2 separate regions of the Mus musculus genome follow, and region 2 is linked to region 1. The links are chromatin contacts, called in public HiChIP or PLAC-seq maps. All regions are on one chromosome and are shown on one strand. The core of a region is the stretch at or near the end of the contact, and the rest is flanking DNA. Distances in the headings are between cores, read along the strand shown. Region 1 has its middle 9.6 kb from the start of Hils1. Region 2 has its middle 17 kb from the start of Itga3.

Evidence for each region. HiChIP or PLAC-seq counts read pairs in DNA pulled down with a chosen protein or histone mark.
Region 2: a contact with region 1 is called in a CTCF HiChIP or PLAC-seq map of the NIH/3T3 cell line, with 8 read pairs. The contact joins two enhancer-like sites. A contact is called at or near these places in 6 of 39 promoter capture datasets (cranial neural crest, embryonic stem cells, frontonasal cranial neural crest and 2 more), 1 of 15 datasets of contacts at CTCF or cohesin (the NIH/3T3 cell line), 26 of 484 Hi-C or Micro-C datasets (B cells, the Ba/F3 cell line, the G1E-ER4 cell line and 18 more), 1 of 115 datasets of contacts at active chromatin or transcription factors (pancreatic cancer cells) and 3 of 9 other capture datasets (adipose tissue, embryonic stem cells and pancreatic islet).

Annotation. Positions count from the first base shown.
Region 1 is chr11:94,955,542-94,960,471 of GRCm38.p6, forward strand. No RefSeq gene overlaps it. Among named protein-coding and RNA genes, the nearest start is that of Hils1, 9.6 kb to the right of the region's middle. Within about 2 kb of position 2,685, at least 138 of the 459 cell types and tissues checked have an H3K27ac peak or open chromatin away from gene starts, as enhancers often do. A contact at or near this core is called in the HL-1 cell line, the N1E-115 cell line, the NIH/3T3 cell line and 1 more, where this site is marked.
Region 2 is chr11:95,091,022-95,095,951 of GRCm38.p6, forward strand. No RefSeq gene overlaps it. Among named protein-coding and RNA genes, the nearest start is that of Itga3, 17 kb to the left of the region's middle. Within about 2 kb of position 2,295, at least 37 of the 459 cell types and tissues checked have an H3K27ac peak or open chromatin away from gene starts, as enhancers often do. A contact at or near this core is called in the HL-1 cell line, the N1E-115 cell line, the NIH/3T3 cell line and 1 more, where this site is marked.

The DNA.
Region 1 (4,930 bases), core at 1,435-3,934:
CTACAGGGAAAGAAGACTTCATTTTGACTTTTTTTCTCTCTCTTGCTGTCCTTTTGGAATCCAAGTCCCTTTGGGGAGGGACCTGGAGCATGGTCATCTCCTGGATGGATTTGCTGTAACCTAAAGATGGTGGGTTTTCCCCTTTATTCAGCTTTTCAATCCTGTTTCTGTTTCTAGCTGTCTCCAAAACTCCCATAGACAGAGAGTTGCATGTGACCGGAGAGGAAAGGCTTCTAGCTGGAGCTTGGGGACCTTAGCGGTGTGAGGGAGGACAAGGGGAGTACCCACCCATGAGGGGAGGCACTCATTAAGGCACAGGAAGGCCTGGGTGGTAACGTGAGGGAGTGAATGGGAGCTGTGGGTGGCCCCGTGTGGGTGTCACAGTGGGGACCTGAGTGAATGTGTCTCTTTCTGTGCCCACTTACCTGTAAGCAAAGACATCTATGTCCACAGGCCCCTTCCGGTTTGGTGTGGCATAGGTGGGAGATCACAGCCTCTGGACATACAAGTCTTACAAGTTTATCCGTGCAGGCTGATGGGTTAAAGCTGAGCAGAGAGACACTTGGGAAAACCAGGAGGGGCTGGTGTGGAAGAAGACAAGCATCCCAAAGTCCCCCGCACTAGTGGGAATTCTCAGAGCTGGCGAGAGGCTGTTAGTGTGTTCCTCCTGAATGTGTGCTGCAAACTGAGCCAGGGCATTTGCACGGAGGAGGCAGGACCTGGGAAGAAGGTAGTCTTTCTGGGAGGGTGACTGATCCTTGTGCACATGGAGATCTCAACTCTTTACAGAGGATGTGCAAAGCCAGGCAGGGAGGGAGGGAAGCGAATTGGTACCCAAAGGTGCTGGAGCACTGGTGCTTCTCCCTGCCCAAAATGATAGGAGGAGCAGGGGCATGATGGCACACCTTGAATCCCAGTACTCCAGAGACAGAGGCAGGAGGATCTCTGTGAGCTCCAGGGCAGCCTGGTTTACATATCAAGTTCCAGAACAGCCAGGGGCTATATACAGAGAAATCCTGTCTCAAAAGAAGAAGAAGGAGAAGGAGGAGGAAGAGGAGGAGGAGAAGGAGGAGGAGGAGGAGAAAGTGCGCACAATGTGTGTGTGTGTGCATTCCTGTGCTCTTGTGTATGAGTGTGTGCCTGTGTGTGAGTGTATGTGTGTGTGTGTGGGGTGGGGGATGCACACACGTGCAATTTTAAAAAGTAGATTGTGGGAAACTCATGTTTTTCATTTTCTTTCTTTCTTTCTCTCTCCTTCTCTTTCTTCCTTTCTTTCTTTCTTCCTTTCTTTCCTTCATTTTCTGTGCATTGGTGTTTTGCCTGCATGTACGTCTTTGTGAAGGTGCAGGGTCCCCTGGAACCTAAGTTACAGTTGTGAGCTGCCATGTGGGTGCTGAGGATTGAACCCTGAGCCGTTTCTCCAGCCCCATATTTTTTATTTTCTAGCATCCATGTTTAGAAAGGGGGTTGGGGGGAGATGAGCTGCAGTGTAGCTCCGCTGGTACAGTGATTCCTAGTATGCACAATGCTTTGCGTTCAATCTCTATGCCACAGAAAAGATGGAGACCGGATCAAAGCCTGGGTTACATGAGACTCTATGTCAAAATAAATAAATAAATAAATAAAAATAAAAAGTGAGGTGAAACTAGTTTCATATCTTATTTAACCTAATACAATCTCAACCATTAAAACCATACACATTGCCGGGCAGTGGTGGCGCAAGCCTTTAATCCCAGCACTTGGGAGGCAGAGGCAGGCGGATTTCAGAGTTTGAGGCCAGCCTGGTCTACAGAGTGAGTTCCAGGACAGCCAGGGCTACACAGAGAAACCCTGTCTCGAAAAACCAAACCAAACAAACAAACAAACAAAAAACTATACACATCTCAGTTCGAACTAGCTGTATGTAGTTCTGGTGTTCACTCGTGACCAACAGCGTCCTTGCATTTAAGGAGTGCAAACTTTATCATTCCTTTCCATTCAGAAGGAAAAACAAAAATTTCTTGAGGCATTAGGGGAAGCAGAGCCCATTGGTCAGGATCTGACAGGTCAGAGAGACCCACACCCCTCTCGCCTGAGGAGGCTGTGTGGTACCCGGGATAATGCGGTGTCTAGGAAGTATTGGCATGCCTACCTTCATGGGTTCTCACTTCAGCCCTGAAGTAGGAATGACTCCGTTTGGGAGCAAACTAACTGTTGAGGTCGATACAGTGTGCCAGAACCATGTTTGGACCCTGCCTGGAGAGGTGTGGCCTTAGTGATTGAGGCCCGAAGTAGGTGGCCTCTGTATTGAAGAGACTGGACCATAGGGAGTGGTGCGGAAATGGCTGCAGGGTCCGGCTGCGCATGCGCATGCATAGTCTGTATTTAGAGTGAAGGTGGAGGCCGCTCATCAAGCCAATAATCAGGGCCATCATCTGGACTAAAAGTAGGGTGGAGTGAGTGCGGGGTGACACCACAGAAGGTGGGGGCTGGAAACAGCTGCCTACTCTGTGAGGGACTGTAGGAAGCCATCCTGATTACTCTTCCAGGAGAGGCTTCTGCCCAGTGAGTATGTCTGTGTCCTCCCTCTGTGCTGCTGGTCATCTGGGCGTTCACATGTGGATGCCCAGGCAGGGCTCAGTGTCTTCTGTAGTCACGCCATCCTCCCGGCTACTTGTCTGGGCCACTTCCTTTCAGGAAGGCAGCCAAGCCGGCTCCTGTGTGCTCTTTGGAACTGAGTTGGGAGGTAGAGGCTGCCAAGAGCCCAAGGCAAGGCCAGGAAGCAGAGGGAGGGAGGGAGGAGCTGACTTCTTATTCTCCCGCCCTCGACCAGGAAGGACATGCAGGGGACCAGACAGAGGTGAGAGGGGAGCCAGCAGCCCCCACCTTAAGGGTGCAGGGATCCAGTTGAAGCTAGCCTATGCCCCAGGACTGTGACACTGAGCTAGAGCTATGCCTGCCCATCAGCTGAAAGACCTGTGGGGGAGGGGGAGGAGGGAAGGGGAGGAGGAAGTAGCCAATGAGAAGCCAGAGGCATCTGTTTGTTCTGCAAAGAGCCCATCCCTCCAGCCATTACCTTGCCAGCACCCCACCTCCCGCCCCACCCTGCCAGCCTCTGTCAGCGCTTACCCAGTTCCATAATTAAGCAGCTAATGGGCTTCCAGTACCCAGAATAGGCAGAATGGGGTACAGATGATAGTGGTAAAGACTTACTTTTGACCACAGAGGAAGTGCAGCCTCCCTCAGAGCTCTGAGCAGGTTGATCTGAAGATAGTGAGTTATCTCAACTGATTGTTCAAAGTCAGTTCCAGATTGCATCCCTATTCTACACTCCACACCCCCCTTTCCTGTTACTGTACTTAACCAGCCGTTAAGATAGCACTTAAAAGGCTGCTCTTCTAGAGGGCCCGGGTTCAATTCCAGGCACCCCCAAGGCAGCTCACAGCTGTTTGTAACTCCAATCCCAGAGGATCTGGCACTTCTTTTGGCCTCTACAGGACATACATGCAGACCAAACACCCATACACATAAAAACTAAAAACAAACAAACAAACAAACAAACAAACAAACAAAAAATTGGATCTAGAGAGATGGTTTAGCCATTAAGAGCACTGGTTCTTCCAGAGGACCCAGGTTCGATTCCCAGCACCCACATGGCAGATCACAACTTTCAGTAACTCCAGTTCCAGGGCACCTAACAGCCACACACAGACATGCAGGCAAAGCAGCAGTGCACATAAAATAAAAACAAATAAATTAAAACAAGCAAACAAAAATAACTCTGAGCAGACACACAGACAACTATCCCTCAGGTATTCCCTCCAAACAGCCTTGCCTGCCATCTTCTGTGTGCAGGAGCTGTGTTGAACCTTAAGGGGTAGGTGTGGGGTGGGCTATTAGAGAGAGGGTAGGCAGAATCCTGAATCTAGTGCTGGCAGAAGACTTGCTGTTTCAGTTGTGAGCTTAGCCTTTAAGGGCTGAGCCATCTCAACAGCTCAGAAGACCTATAACCCATGAGCCCAGACAGCATCTCCTATCGGAGAGCCAAGAGGACTTTTGAAGGGACTCTGAAAAGCACAGGAGCAGAAGGGACAGGGAAGGTCAAATCTGGGGATATGTTTTAGAGCAGAGATCTAAAGGAAGTTGTGAAACCCTAGGAGAGTTTGAAGCCAGCCCAATCTACATAGTGAGCTCCAGGACAGCCAAGGCTATGTAGGGAGACCCTGTCCAAAAAAAAAAGGGGGGGGGGAGGAAATGAAAGGAAAAGAAAAGAAAAGAAAAGAAAAGAAAAGAAAGGAAAAGAGAAAAGAAAAGAAAAGAAAAGAAAAGAAAAGAAAAGAAAAGAAAAGAAAAGAAAAATGGGAAGCTGAGGAGCTCTGCAGAAGCTCCTGAGACAGAAGCCTTAAAGAGGGGCCATGCTGTGGGGTGACACACTCCTATGCATTCTCTTAGAAAAGATGGGCTGGGCCATGTGTCCTTGCTTCTTTGTTGTTCCTCTCTATTAGGGTCCCTGTACTGGCTGGTTTTGTGTGTCAGCTTGACACAAGCTGGAGTTATCACAGAGAAAGGAGCCTCCCTTGAGGAAATGCCTCCATGAGATCCAGCTGTAAGACATTTTCTCAATTAGTGATCAAGGGTGGGAGGGCCCATTGTGGGTGGTGCCATCCCTGGGCTGGTAGTCCTGGGTTCTATAAGAAAGCAAGCTGAGCAAGCCAGTAAGGGGCATCTCTCCATGGCCTCTGCATCAGCTCCTGCCTCCAGGCTCCTGCCCTGTGTGAGTTCCAGTCCTGACTTCCTTTGGTGATGAACAGCAATGTGGAGGTAAACACTGAATAAACCCTTTCCTTCCCAACTTGCTTCTTGGCCATGATGTTTTTGTGCAGGAATACAAACCCTGACTAGGACAAATTGGTGCTGGGAGTGGGGTATTCCTATGACAGCCTGACCATGT
Region 2 (4,930 bases), core at 1,045-3,544, 140 kb after region 1:
GAATTTTTAATAAAGTTAAAAAATAAACAAACAAAAAGAATCCTAGAGAGATGGCTCAGGAGTTAGAAACGCTGGTTGCTCTTCCAGAGGAGCTGGGTTCAATTCCCAGCAACCACATGGCAGCTCACAACTGTCTGTCACTCCAGTTTCAGGGGATCTGACACCTTCACACAGACATACATGCAGGCGAAATATCAATGCACATAAAAAATTTTTTTAAAAAATGAAAAATTTTTAAGAGTATTTTTTTCATGAATCTTATAGAGATTTGTAGGTGGAATTTTTTAAAGTAATTCAATAATAAAAACACAAACAGTCTAACTTAAAAACATGCAGGCTGGGAGCTGGAGAAATGGTACAGTGGTTAAGAATGCGTATACCCACCGGGCATGGTGGCTCACGCCTTTAATCCCAGCACGTGGGAGGCAGAGGCAGGCGAATTTCTAAGTTCGAGGCCAGCCTGGTCTACAGAGTGAGTTCCAGGACAGCCAAGGCTACACAGAGAAACCCTGTCTCGAAAAAACAAACAAAAAAAAAAGAATGCGTGTACCCTCTGGCAATGGGGAAAGAGACCCCTTGTTGGTGATAGCAGTCAGGGACAGAGCAGATGGCAACTCCTTTGTTCATCCTGGTGCCTGGCTTGGTGGCCAAAGCTGTTGTACTGGCTGGTTTTGTGTGTCAACTTGACACAGGCTGGAGTTATCACAGAAAGGAGCTTCAGGTGAGGAAATGCCTCCATGAGATCCAGCTGTGGGGCATTTTCTCAATTAGTGATCAAGGGGGAAAGGCCCCTTGTGAGTGGTACCATCCCTGGGCGGGTAGTCTATAAGAAAGCAAGCTGAGCACTAAGCAAGCCAGGGGAAGCAAGCCAGTAAGCAGCATCCCTCCATGGCCTCTGCATCAGCTCCTGCTTCCTGACCTGCTTGGGTTCCAGTCCTGACTTCCTTTGGTGATGAACAGCAATGTGGAAGTGTAAGCTGAATAAACCCTTTCCTCCCCAACTTGCTTCTTGGTCATGATGTTTTGTGCAGGAATAGAAACTAAGACGGCTGTTTTATGTAGAAGACTCATAAAAATCAAATCAAATCCAGGCAGCACAGAAAGAGGAAGACAGATAGACAGACACCTGCAGACCACCATGCCACCCCAGACCTGCCCCTCCCCCACCCCGCCCCCAGTGCACTGCACAGGCAGGTGACAGACACCTGCTGGCTGGTGTGTCATATAGCATGGATTGAGGATGTAACCCAGAGCCCCGCCAGCTGTGTGGCCAGCCTACAGCTAGAGCCCCCTCAGTGTGTGAGTATGCGGTGGTCAGATGGGAGAGAAAGAGAAGTGGAGTAGCTTGAACATTACAAAGAGAGACGAACCTGGAGACTCGAGAGTGGAGAGGAGTAGCCTGCTATGAGTGGCCAGCCATGCCACTTGGAGCCATGGTGAGGACGAACTGTTCTGTTACTGAGGGCCATGTTTGAGTCTGTGTAGCAGGGGCTGATGTCAATGTCTGTGGCTTGTATTACCACTAGAGAACATGGAGCTGTCCCTGGTCAGGGCAGCCACCAGGGACCACCGGGGTGTCCACAGGCTGTGCAGAACTAGCCCCACCCCTCACTGGATGCTGCACTCTGGAGAGTTAGCCCCATCTCTCACCACCGGCAGCACATGGGAGAATGAGCCCTGCGCCTCATCCAGGCAGCACAATGGTGCTGGCCCTGATGGGGGGTGGTGGTGAGAGATGATGTGAAGGGTCAGGGGTGCCATGGGGTGGCAAGGGCGCAGAGGTGATGCCCCTACCATTCTCCCATTCCTCACCACCTCTGGCAGTTGAGAAAGCCATTCAAAGGGTCATGAGCTCAGGAGAGCTATCCCTGCCTCTCACCAGCTTTAGCATTCAGGAAAGCGGGCCCTGAATCTCACCTGGACAGCACACCAAGGTCACCCCTGGTGGTAGGGGTGCAAGTGAGCCAGCCCCAAAGGCGTGAGAGCAGGAGAGCTGGCCCTGCCTCCGGTCAATGGTGGCATTGGAGTTCCTAGTCAGAGCAGTGCTGGAGAGCTTGCCCTGGTGGTGTGGATAAGGGAGAGCTGACCAGCTCAGCTACCAGCCAGGCCCACAGGCAGAGTTCTAAACTGGCCCACCTCAAAATCTCTATCATCTGCTAGTGGCTGGGAAGCATGAAAGGGCCAGTCCTGCTGTTCCAAACCTGCAGGATCTCCATGACCCAGGGCAGCAACAGGATAACCGGGAGGAGTTCAACATTGATGTCATAGAAGCCAGATATCTCGAACCAGACCAATGACTCATCGCAATGAACCTTTGCAAGATGTGTGGACAAAGGGCTATGCTGTGGGACACACTGTGACACACTACAGCGTCCATGATGAGGTGTCTTCTATGCTGTTTTTGTTCTTTGTTTGCACGTGTGCTTCCTGGGGGTGGGGGTGGGGGGAAGTTGCAAGGGCAAAGGGTGGATATGAGGGGACTGGAAGATGAGTGGGATTGGGGTGCGTGATGTGAACCTCACAAGGAATCAATAAAAGGTTAAAAAAAAAATCTTCCTGCTGGGCATGGTGGCGCACACCTTTGATCCCAGCACTTGGGAGGCAGAGGCCAGCCTGGTCTACTGCATGAGTTCCAGGACAGCCAGGGCTACACAGAGAAACCCTATCTCAAAAAACCAACCAGCCAAACAAACAAACAAAAAAAGAAATCTTCCCAGTATTTTATTTACTTACTTATATTTTTAAAAGTAAATCTTTTTTTAAAGACTTATTTTATTAGGCTGGAGTAATGGGACATGATGCCCTCTTCTGGTGTGTTTGAGGACGGCAACAGTATATTCACATATATAAAATAAATAAATCTTAAATAAATAAGTAATAGATGGGAGGCGGGAGGCAGGAAGAAATCAGGACCTCATCTGATTCTAATTCTAACAGTAAGAATAAGAAAATATAGCCTGGCATTTCTTCAAAGGGTTGGGTAGAGAGATGCCATTTGACTCAGCCTACCTGTGAGTCTATACCCAAGGAAAACAGAACAAGTCTACACAAAATCCTGGACATGAATATTCATACCAACAATATTTATAATAGCCAAAATATGGAAACAACCCAAGTATCTATTGACGAATGGATAAGCAAAATGTGGTTCACCCACACAGGAAACTTTCTTTGGCAATAGGGCATAAAATTTTATGCGTGGAGTATATGGGCAAATCTTGAAAACGCAGTGTCTTAGTGTTCTATTGTATAGAGACACCATGAGGAAGGCAACTCTTGGTTTGTTTGTTCTGTTTTTGATTTGTTTTGTTTTGACAGAAATTCTCCACGAAGCCCTGCCTGTCCTGAAACTAGTTTTGTAGACCAGGCTGGCCTAGGACTCAGAGATCCAACTGTCTCTGCCTCTGAGCACTGGGATTAAAGGTGTGCACCACTGCTACCACCACCCAGCAACCAAGGCAACTCTTATAAAAGAAAGCATTTTATGGTGGGACTTGCTTACAGGTTCAGAGGTTTGGTCCATTAGCATCTTGGAGGGGAGCATGGCAGCAGGCATGACAGAGGTGGTGCTAGAGAAGTTACATCCTGATCTGCAGGCACAGAGAGACTGAGCCTGGCATGCGCTTTTGAAACCTCAAAGCCCATTCCCACTGACACAGTTCCTCCAACAAGGCCACACCTCCTAATCCTTCTAATCCTTTCAAACAGCTCCACTCCCTGGTAACTAAGCATTCAAATATATGAGCCTATGGGGGCTATCTTCATTCACACCACCACACCCTGAACAAAAGAAACCAGGCACCAAAGGCTGCTTATGCTGTGTTCCATTTACAAGAACCATACAGACAAGGCAAGTAGAAACCACAAGGCAGATTAGCAGCTGACTATAGAGTTGAGAGTGGAAAAGTGACAGAGCAAAAAACAGTGGTGACTTTGAAAGACATGGGGTTTTATTTTGTTATTTCAGATGGAGATCTCACTACATTGCCCAAACTAGTCTCAAACTCTTGAACTCAAGTGATTCTCCTGCTAGGATTTCAGGTACACCTGGGGCTATTATCTCCATTTTACAGATCAGTAAACTGAGCCTTAGTTTACCATATTTGCATAATGAGATAGGGTCTCACCATGCAGCCCCAGGCTAGACTCATATGTACGATCCTCTTCGGGGTGATGGGATTACAGGCATTTGCCACTGGGTCTGGCTCAGATTTTCCCAGTATTACATGACAAGAAAGTTTCTGGCTTCTCTTCTAGAGGTCTGAGTTCAATTACCCAGCAACCACACGGTGGCTCACAGCCATCTATAATGGGATCCGATTTGCCTCTTCTGGTGAGCGTAAAGACAGAGCACTCAGATCCATAAAATACAAAAATAAATCTTTAGCTGGATGGTGGTGGCACATGCCTTTGATCCCAGCACTTAGGAGGCAGGTGAATTCCAGGCCAGCCTGGTCTACAGAGTGAGTTCCAGGACAGCCAGAGCTACAGAGACACCCTGTGCTCTGCCATTTGGGTTAGGGATGGCTCTGTACATAAGGCGGCAAACCTGGAGATATGTACACTGTTGCCATCCTTGGCTCCCATGTCCCTCACTCACTCCAGCCAATGCCCCAGACGCAGCTTCTTTAAATTCCCTAATAGTCCTTCTAGAGAACACGCTCAGACTTCCTCGGTGCGGCAGGTAGCGGGAGGCTCCTTTGCATTCTTAGCAATGGGCTGTGCAAAATGTCAGGCGCTTCCTTTGAAGACACGCTTGTTGCCTTGATCTCAGGCCAGAAAGAAGAGGGGTCAGAGGCGGATGAGAGCTGTGTCCACCTCCCTGCCCTGACGGACCGGCAGGAAACCCCACACAGCCTAGGGATGTCCACTCAGGCCCAAGGCCTTTCAGTTGAGTGTCAGTGGACACACAGTATGGGGGTGTCATGAG